2 separate regions of the Ovis aries genome follow, and region 1 is linked to region 2. A link is a contact called in public Hi-C data. All regions are on one chromosome and are shown on one strand. The core of a region is the stretch at or near the end of the contact, and the rest is flanking DNA. Distances in the headings are between cores, read along the strand shown. Region 1 overlaps CRACD (capping protein inhibiting regulator of actin dynamics). Region 2 overlaps CRACD (capping protein inhibiting regulator of actin dynamics).

Region 1 (3,477 bases), core at 463-2,962, 170 kb after region 2:
ATTTGGAGTTGTAAAAAATAGATAATTCTGCAATATTGAAAATGTAGAAACTCAGTAGAAACATGTGAATGCCTGTTGTTTGTGTTAATGATGTAAGGCCTAAGTTTAAAGAATCTGATTTCATAATTAATAAAATGTCAAACAACTAACTTCTCCGAAGCAACAGTTCTGTTAATGCAGGAGGAGAAATGTGCGGGAAACAGAATAGCTGTCTAATTGAATGCTCTCCTCTGGATGACATGTACTCACAGGAGGTCTGCCTAATTTTGCTTCCGCTGCATGGATATGCATAAGCTTCCTTACAGCTCTAATGCTATGTTTTGAAACAATATAATAAGAGACTTCTGCTTTTCAAGGAGGGAAATGGGGACCCTTATCATAGCAAATGTGATTTTTAGAGTGCCATAAGATATCACTGTATCACCCCCAAAAGACTGTGCTTTATTTTTCAGTCGACTAAGCAGTATGTTCCTGGTAAGTCATAGAAATAGTAGTTAACTTATTAACTTGCATGAATGCTTTGCATTTTTCCATAAAAACGTTATGCTGGTATTGATGCTTAGTAAGCAGCATAAAAGACCACCCCTTCGTAGACTCCAGCATGGAATGAGGGTGTTTATCTATGTCAGGCGCATGTATGTTTTTTATGTCTGGAGTTGTCTTTGTGTGTGTATGTATGTATGTATGTATGTTTATTTTAAAAAGAGAAGTAGTGGATAACACCTATTGACAGTAAATGTCCTAGCAATCTAATTTGCCACCATTATTAAGACATTCTTTTGAAATGAGATTTCTACTGGAATGCCATTTAAAAAAAACAAAAAACAAAAGTGTTTGTTTTTTTTTCTGGCTCAAGAAACTTCCCAGCCCATGGAAACCAGAGCTGCGCCTGTAATGACTGCATTTGGAAAGGTTGCCCCCTAGTGTCCACATGTAGTCATCTCAGCCAGAACTGTCCTAGGTTGTACCAGTGATGGTTAGTATCCGTCCACTGAGCACAGAATGACTGAATAGAGCATAAATAAGCCTACTCTTTCCTGAACAGTGTGAATCTACCACCTGCCAAAATTTCTGTAGCAAGCGATTGAACCTTTAGAAGAAAAAATTACCTTTTTTTCCCTGAGTATAAAGATAATGCATGTGCATAGAATTGATTTTAATATACAACATAGTTATAAAGGACAGAAATAACAGTAGCATCCTTTTTAAGGACCCTATACATAACAGTCAGTTGTTCTGTGGCCAGTAAGTGAAATAAAAAAATGCCTGACAGGCCTCTGCCATCACCTGGCTTTGTGGCCTCAGGGCAAATCATTAAAGCTCTCTGACCCTCATATTCCTCATCTGAAAAACAAAGAAGATGCGTGTGATGGCTGATCTGAAGAGCCCCTCCAGTTCTTAAAGTCTGCCATTTATAGAAAATCACTGTTCATCTGCTAGAGCATGGAGTGGCTTTGTAAGCTTTGCACTGCAATGCGTTGGACTACAGTGACCTTGATGTTCCCAGAGCACATATCAGGGAGGTGCCTATTTATTTCAGAGCAAACCAGGCTGTGAAGTATGTATGCACCTACTGATGATAGGAATCAGGAATATCACGGACCAAGCCCGCAGGTGATTTTTAGAATAACACCGGAGCTTTGTCAGAAAAGGCTCAGTCTATTAGTCCACGGACTGTTTAGCTCAGGAGGAAGAACCTCTGTCTTCAGTAGCTGCTGTCTCCTGCCAGGCTGGATTTCACTTTAAAATGCCACAGTGTCTTACCTTTGAGGATTTGAGCACCTCGTGCAGCTGTCAAGGACACAAAGAATAAATACCTGCTCTTCACCACTTCTGCACAGAGCAGATGTCTTTAAATCTGTGTGTGTTTGATTTTGCTCATTCTCTTAAATTCATTTTAACTGTGGGAGTATCTGGAGTTCGCTCGAGAAGACAGCAATTTTATTTTCTCTCTGCCTTGTTCTTATAGTCGTAGCATGAAGGATGGCTATGAAAAATCTGGGGAAATCTAAATTGGCAGTGTGAGAGCTACAGAATATGATGTGCTTGGAATTTCTACACCATAGGAAAAGAGCCTCATAAATATAGATGTGCATTCCTATAATATCATTCTCCAGCATTCCATTGTACAGCCAAATGGCCAAATTTGAATGAATAAAATATCGCCCCTTTAGCTCACATTCGAGTCTAACAGTAACTCCATTCATTGCCATAAGTAACACGGACTCAGTTTAGGCACAGAGGTTCCACTCTCCCCTCTGGTTATTATCTCAGTGCATATAAAGAATCCGTGGATATGTAAAAATATACATATCTATTAAAATACATCTGTCTACAGATGGAAGAAGTGGTAATAGTTTATTTCCCTGGAAGCTTAAGGGCAAGCTCATCTTAACGGTCTGGTTTTGAGTGACTGCTTGTGTCACAGTTCTTCCCAGGACAATGCCTGAGTAGTGGGCAGAAAAAAAGTCACCAAAAAGCCATATTTATCCCTGTATTCAATTCATTTGACATCTGAGATGGCAGATAGGTTTGGACAGTCATCTTTTAGATGTCAATAAATCAGACGAAGTATCCAGCAGCCTCGTCCCCTCTGAGTCAGCTGAGGGAAAGATTTGGAGCGGGAACCACAGATCAGGTACAAGAGCCTTGCCCTTGAGAGCCTGGGGCTCAGTCACCATGGCCTTGGCCCTGCAGCCCTGCCCTGGCCTGTAACCACTGCAGGGTGTGTCTGCGAGGACAGGCCTTTGTCTGGACAGAGAGGCTGCCTTCCTGTCCCTGGATGGTGGCTGTCACTTTTTGCATGACCTGGGTCCTCCCCTCCTCCTTCCCTCGCCCTCCTCCCAAGCTCCCTAACCAGCAGCCTGAATTTGGTTTCTCCGGAGGAATTTTAAATCAGCTGCTTTATGGAGATGCTCATTGTCATTCTCAAAGGCAACAGCATTGTGTTTCTTTTGCCAGGATGAACGTATCCGTGGCATAAATCAACCCTCAGATACACACACATTCTCATTCCCTCCTCTCCCTCTCCCTCCTTTCCAATCTCCTCCATCCTGCCCCCGTCAGCTGTTGTACCTGCCATCAGGGCTGCAGATTCTCCTCCCTGGGCCTCCTGTCTGCCCCCTTCACCCTCCTCTCAATTTTCCACTTTAACTCTCAACTTTGTTTCTTAACGTCATGCTCTCCATTTCCCCAGCTTTGTCCCGCGTACCTTATTTCACCTGTTCTTATCACATCTAATATTTTTCCCCCATTTTCTCTTTCATTTTCCTTTGGTAGCCACGATAACCATCCCATCTTTGGAGTTTATTTCAATATAAGTAATGTGAACTTGACATCCATGTTCTAAAAAGGACTCTAACAAAAACAAACAGAAAAATCAGCACGTTCATTCTTTTTGTGATGGTGGCCAAAATCCTAACGAAAGAGCATTAATGTATTAAGCTTAGTCTCCTTGGGAACTCATTAAAGAACTAT
Region 2 (3,130 bases), core at 327-2,826:
ACCTTATTATTCAACACACCCTTGTGACCTTCAATCTGGAAAGCCTCAGTGCATCTCAGCCTTGCTCCAGAGAGCCAAAGCCGGCTCCAAGGCAGCACAGATTGTAGCTGTCTGTAGGCTTTGTTTGCACAAAGGGACACTTCTATTACAGGCTCCTTGGTATTGCAGTGGTGGAAGAGGGAAATGTTAACTGCTTTCTCTCTGGTGTTTTCTTGTAGTGGAAGAGTGACTGAATACAGGCAGTCAGGAGAATTTGAGCAAAATGAGATGGTTCTCATGATGTCTCATCTTATCAATATCTTCTGGTGTGTGTGTATGTGTGTGTGTCTCTGTGTGTGTGTCTGTGTGTGTCTCTGTGTGTGTGTAGGCAGGTGTGGTGTAATGCTGGAAAAATATAGGCTTCTTAAATTGTAGACAAATCAAGGAATGATTTTAACTCAAACAGGCTAGACTGAGAGTCTGTAAAATAATAATGACTTAATTTACTGCTTTTCATAGAGTATAAAATAGTCTGCAAAACATGACCTGCAGACCCCTGAGAACACTGATCACAGAGCTTTTATCACGATACAGCAGACTTCCTGTTTCTCTCTCCTTGTGTGTAAAAGAAATCCTTAGTCACTGCTGGTTCTGGAATTCTTCAGTGGCATAGAATCGGTGCCTGGTATTGTAATTAATTTGTTTACTGGGCAGATCTTTCATCCCGTCCCCGTAAATGCTTCTTGACAAGGTTGACTGGATTGTTTTCTGCTGTTGCGAGATGCAAACAAACTGGAAAGGCAATGACGAAGATGTTTCAACTTTTGTTTGTATGAAGTAGATGGATAAAAGCAATAGTTCAAATAAGATTTAAGTAAAAATATTTCTTAAGTTCCTGAACCTTCCATGTAAAATGTTCTCTTTTATGTTAAAAAAAATCAAAGACCATATTCTGTGATAATTGGACAAGTGCTAAAGATACTTTAAACTAAATAATAAACTTGGCTATATTGACTAATGTTATTTGAGTCAAGAGTATTTCAGAGATAAAATTTTTTGAACTAGCATTTATTTTTCAGCAAAAGATATACCAAGCATAGTTATTTTAGGAATCTGTTAAAAAAAATTCTAGCAGTACTGTTGAATTATTTTACTTGTAAAATTTTTTCTTATGATGTTCATGGCAAGTACCTGATTGATTTTGAGAAAACAGATAAGCATTAAAACATTTTATGAACTGGCTTTTTGTTGTATGGATTTATTAGATATTTAGGTGGGGGAAGAGGTGGAGAGCAAGTGGGAAATTTGGAGCATATGTAGGTTTACTGTTATTTTATAGATTTTTTAAAAAATTATTTTATTTTATTATTATTTTTAATTATTTTAAATTAGAGGATAATTACTTTATAATATTGTAATTTTTTTCATACATCAACATGAATCAGCCATAGGTAGACATATGTCCGCTCCCTCTTGAACCCCCTTCCCACCTCCCTCCTCATCCCACCCCTCTAGTTTGTGACAGAGCACTGGCTTTGGGTTGCTGATGTTTTAGGCTTGTCGGAGAAATTCTCCATAACTGTTTACTTCCTCCCTGCTCTGCTGCACTGTGGGGCTGCTGCCACCAGGTGGATGCTGGTGCCTAGGCATGGCTACACGGTCCAAACTGGAAGGCAGTGATTCAGCAATTTAACAAGTGTTTATTGAACACTATGCAGCAATGTGGATGGACCTACAGATTATCATACTAAGTGATGTAAGTCAGAAAGAGAAAGACAAATACCATGTGATATTACGTATATGTGGAAACTAAAATATGACACAGATGAAGCTATCTAAGAAACAGACTCAAAAACATAGAGAACAGACTTGTGTTTGCCAAGGGGCAGGGGGTAAGAGAGGGGTGGATTGGGAGTTTGGGATTAACAGATGCACACTAACTCTTACGTATAGAATGGATAAACAACAAGGACCCTACTGTCGTGTACAGGGAACTATATTCAATATCCTATAATAAGCCGTAATGGAAAAGAAAAAAGCATCAGTCAATCCTCCCTTTTCTAGCTCTCTGTATCTATTTTATTTATATATTTGTCTGTCTAGCTAATCTATCTATATCTATCTTATCATCCATCGGAATTAAGGACTTCAAGGTAGCTTGGAGTTAAGACTTTGTATTCTATTTAATTTTTGCATTGCACAGTGCTTGTCTTTTTATCTTTCTGAGACAAAATTGACTTTCAGCCATCTTGACTTGCACCCCACCCTCTTGAAGCTGGCTTAGTCAGGTCACCATCTCCTTGTTACTAAATCTCATAGACACTTCTCAGTGCACATGTTTCTTGAAAAGATTATGTCACTTCTCTGCTTAGAACCATTTGTGACCTCACTGCTTTTAGGATGAAGTTCCAGCTCTTTAATATGGCCACATCTGACCCTGCTCGTGCTTCCAGAGCTTCATCTCTTACCATGCTTCTCCGCTCACTGTTATGATCCCAAACAACTGACCTTCTTTCAGTCTTTTGAATGCACTCTGTCTCCCTCACCTCCAGGAATTGCTCTTTCCTCTGTCCTCTTTCAACACCTCTGCTGCCCACTCCTGTTCATCCCTTCAGTCTGAGTTCAGACTTATGCTTTCCTTTTAAAGAAACTAAACCCCAGTCATGTCCAAATAATCCATCCTGTTTCTCCAGTCTCAATTCCAGCCCCTCTTAATCTCAACAATCATTATTCTGGACTATCCTATAAACTCCCTAATTGGTGTTTCTACTTCTGCTCTTCCCGTCTGCGTAATCCATTCTCTACATATTCATAAGAATCATCTTTTAAAAATATAACTGGGATCGTATCACTTTTATTTAAAACTCTCCAGAGGCTTAGCATGTAATTCAGCTCAGGTGAGATCAGGGTACCTTAACACTTTATAGACACAAACTTCACTCTCACCCTTGGTTGCATGCTCAGTTATCAAATAGGCATCCAGGTGATTCAGTATGTACTTACCTAATTTTAAAGAATGTTATTAGAGTAAAAATACAAAGCTAAAAATTTCTTGCAGAAAATGTTCAGACTTCGGCAGCACCTTCCCTCTTTGAAAAAACACACTAGCTCAAGCCTTCCTCTGGCACCTCTGCCCACCTCACCAGTCTGG

Evidence for each region. A called contact is a pair of places that touch in the nucleus more often than the background predicts.
Region 1: a contact with region 2 is called in a Hi-C map of hypothalamus, with 5 times the contacts expected there. The contact joins two enhancer-like sites. A contact is called at or near these places in 3 of 16 Hi-C or Micro-C datasets (hypothalamus, skin fibroblasts and tail adipose tissue).

The regions. Positions count from the first base shown.
Region 1 is chr6:72,438,464-72,441,940 of ARS-UI_Ramb_v3.0, forward strand. All of the region lies in intron 3 of CRACD (capping protein inhibiting regulator of actin dynamics), which reads left to right. Among named protein-coding and RNA genes, the nearest start is that of AASDH, 71 kb to the right of the region's middle. Within about 2 kb of position 1,713, at least 7 of the 54 cell types and tissues checked have an H3K27ac peak or open chromatin away from gene starts, as enhancers often do. A contact at or near this core is called in hypothalamus, where this site is marked.
Region 2 is chr6:72,264,910-72,268,039 of ARS-UI_Ramb_v3.0, forward strand. All of the region lies in intron 1 of CRACD (capping protein inhibiting regulator of actin dynamics), which reads left to right. Among named protein-coding and RNA genes, the nearest start is that of CRACD, 83 kb to the left of the region's middle. Within about 2 kb of position 1,577, at least 9 of the 54 cell types and tissues checked have an H3K27ac peak or open chromatin away from gene starts, as enhancers often do. A contact at or near this core is called in hypothalamus, where this site is marked.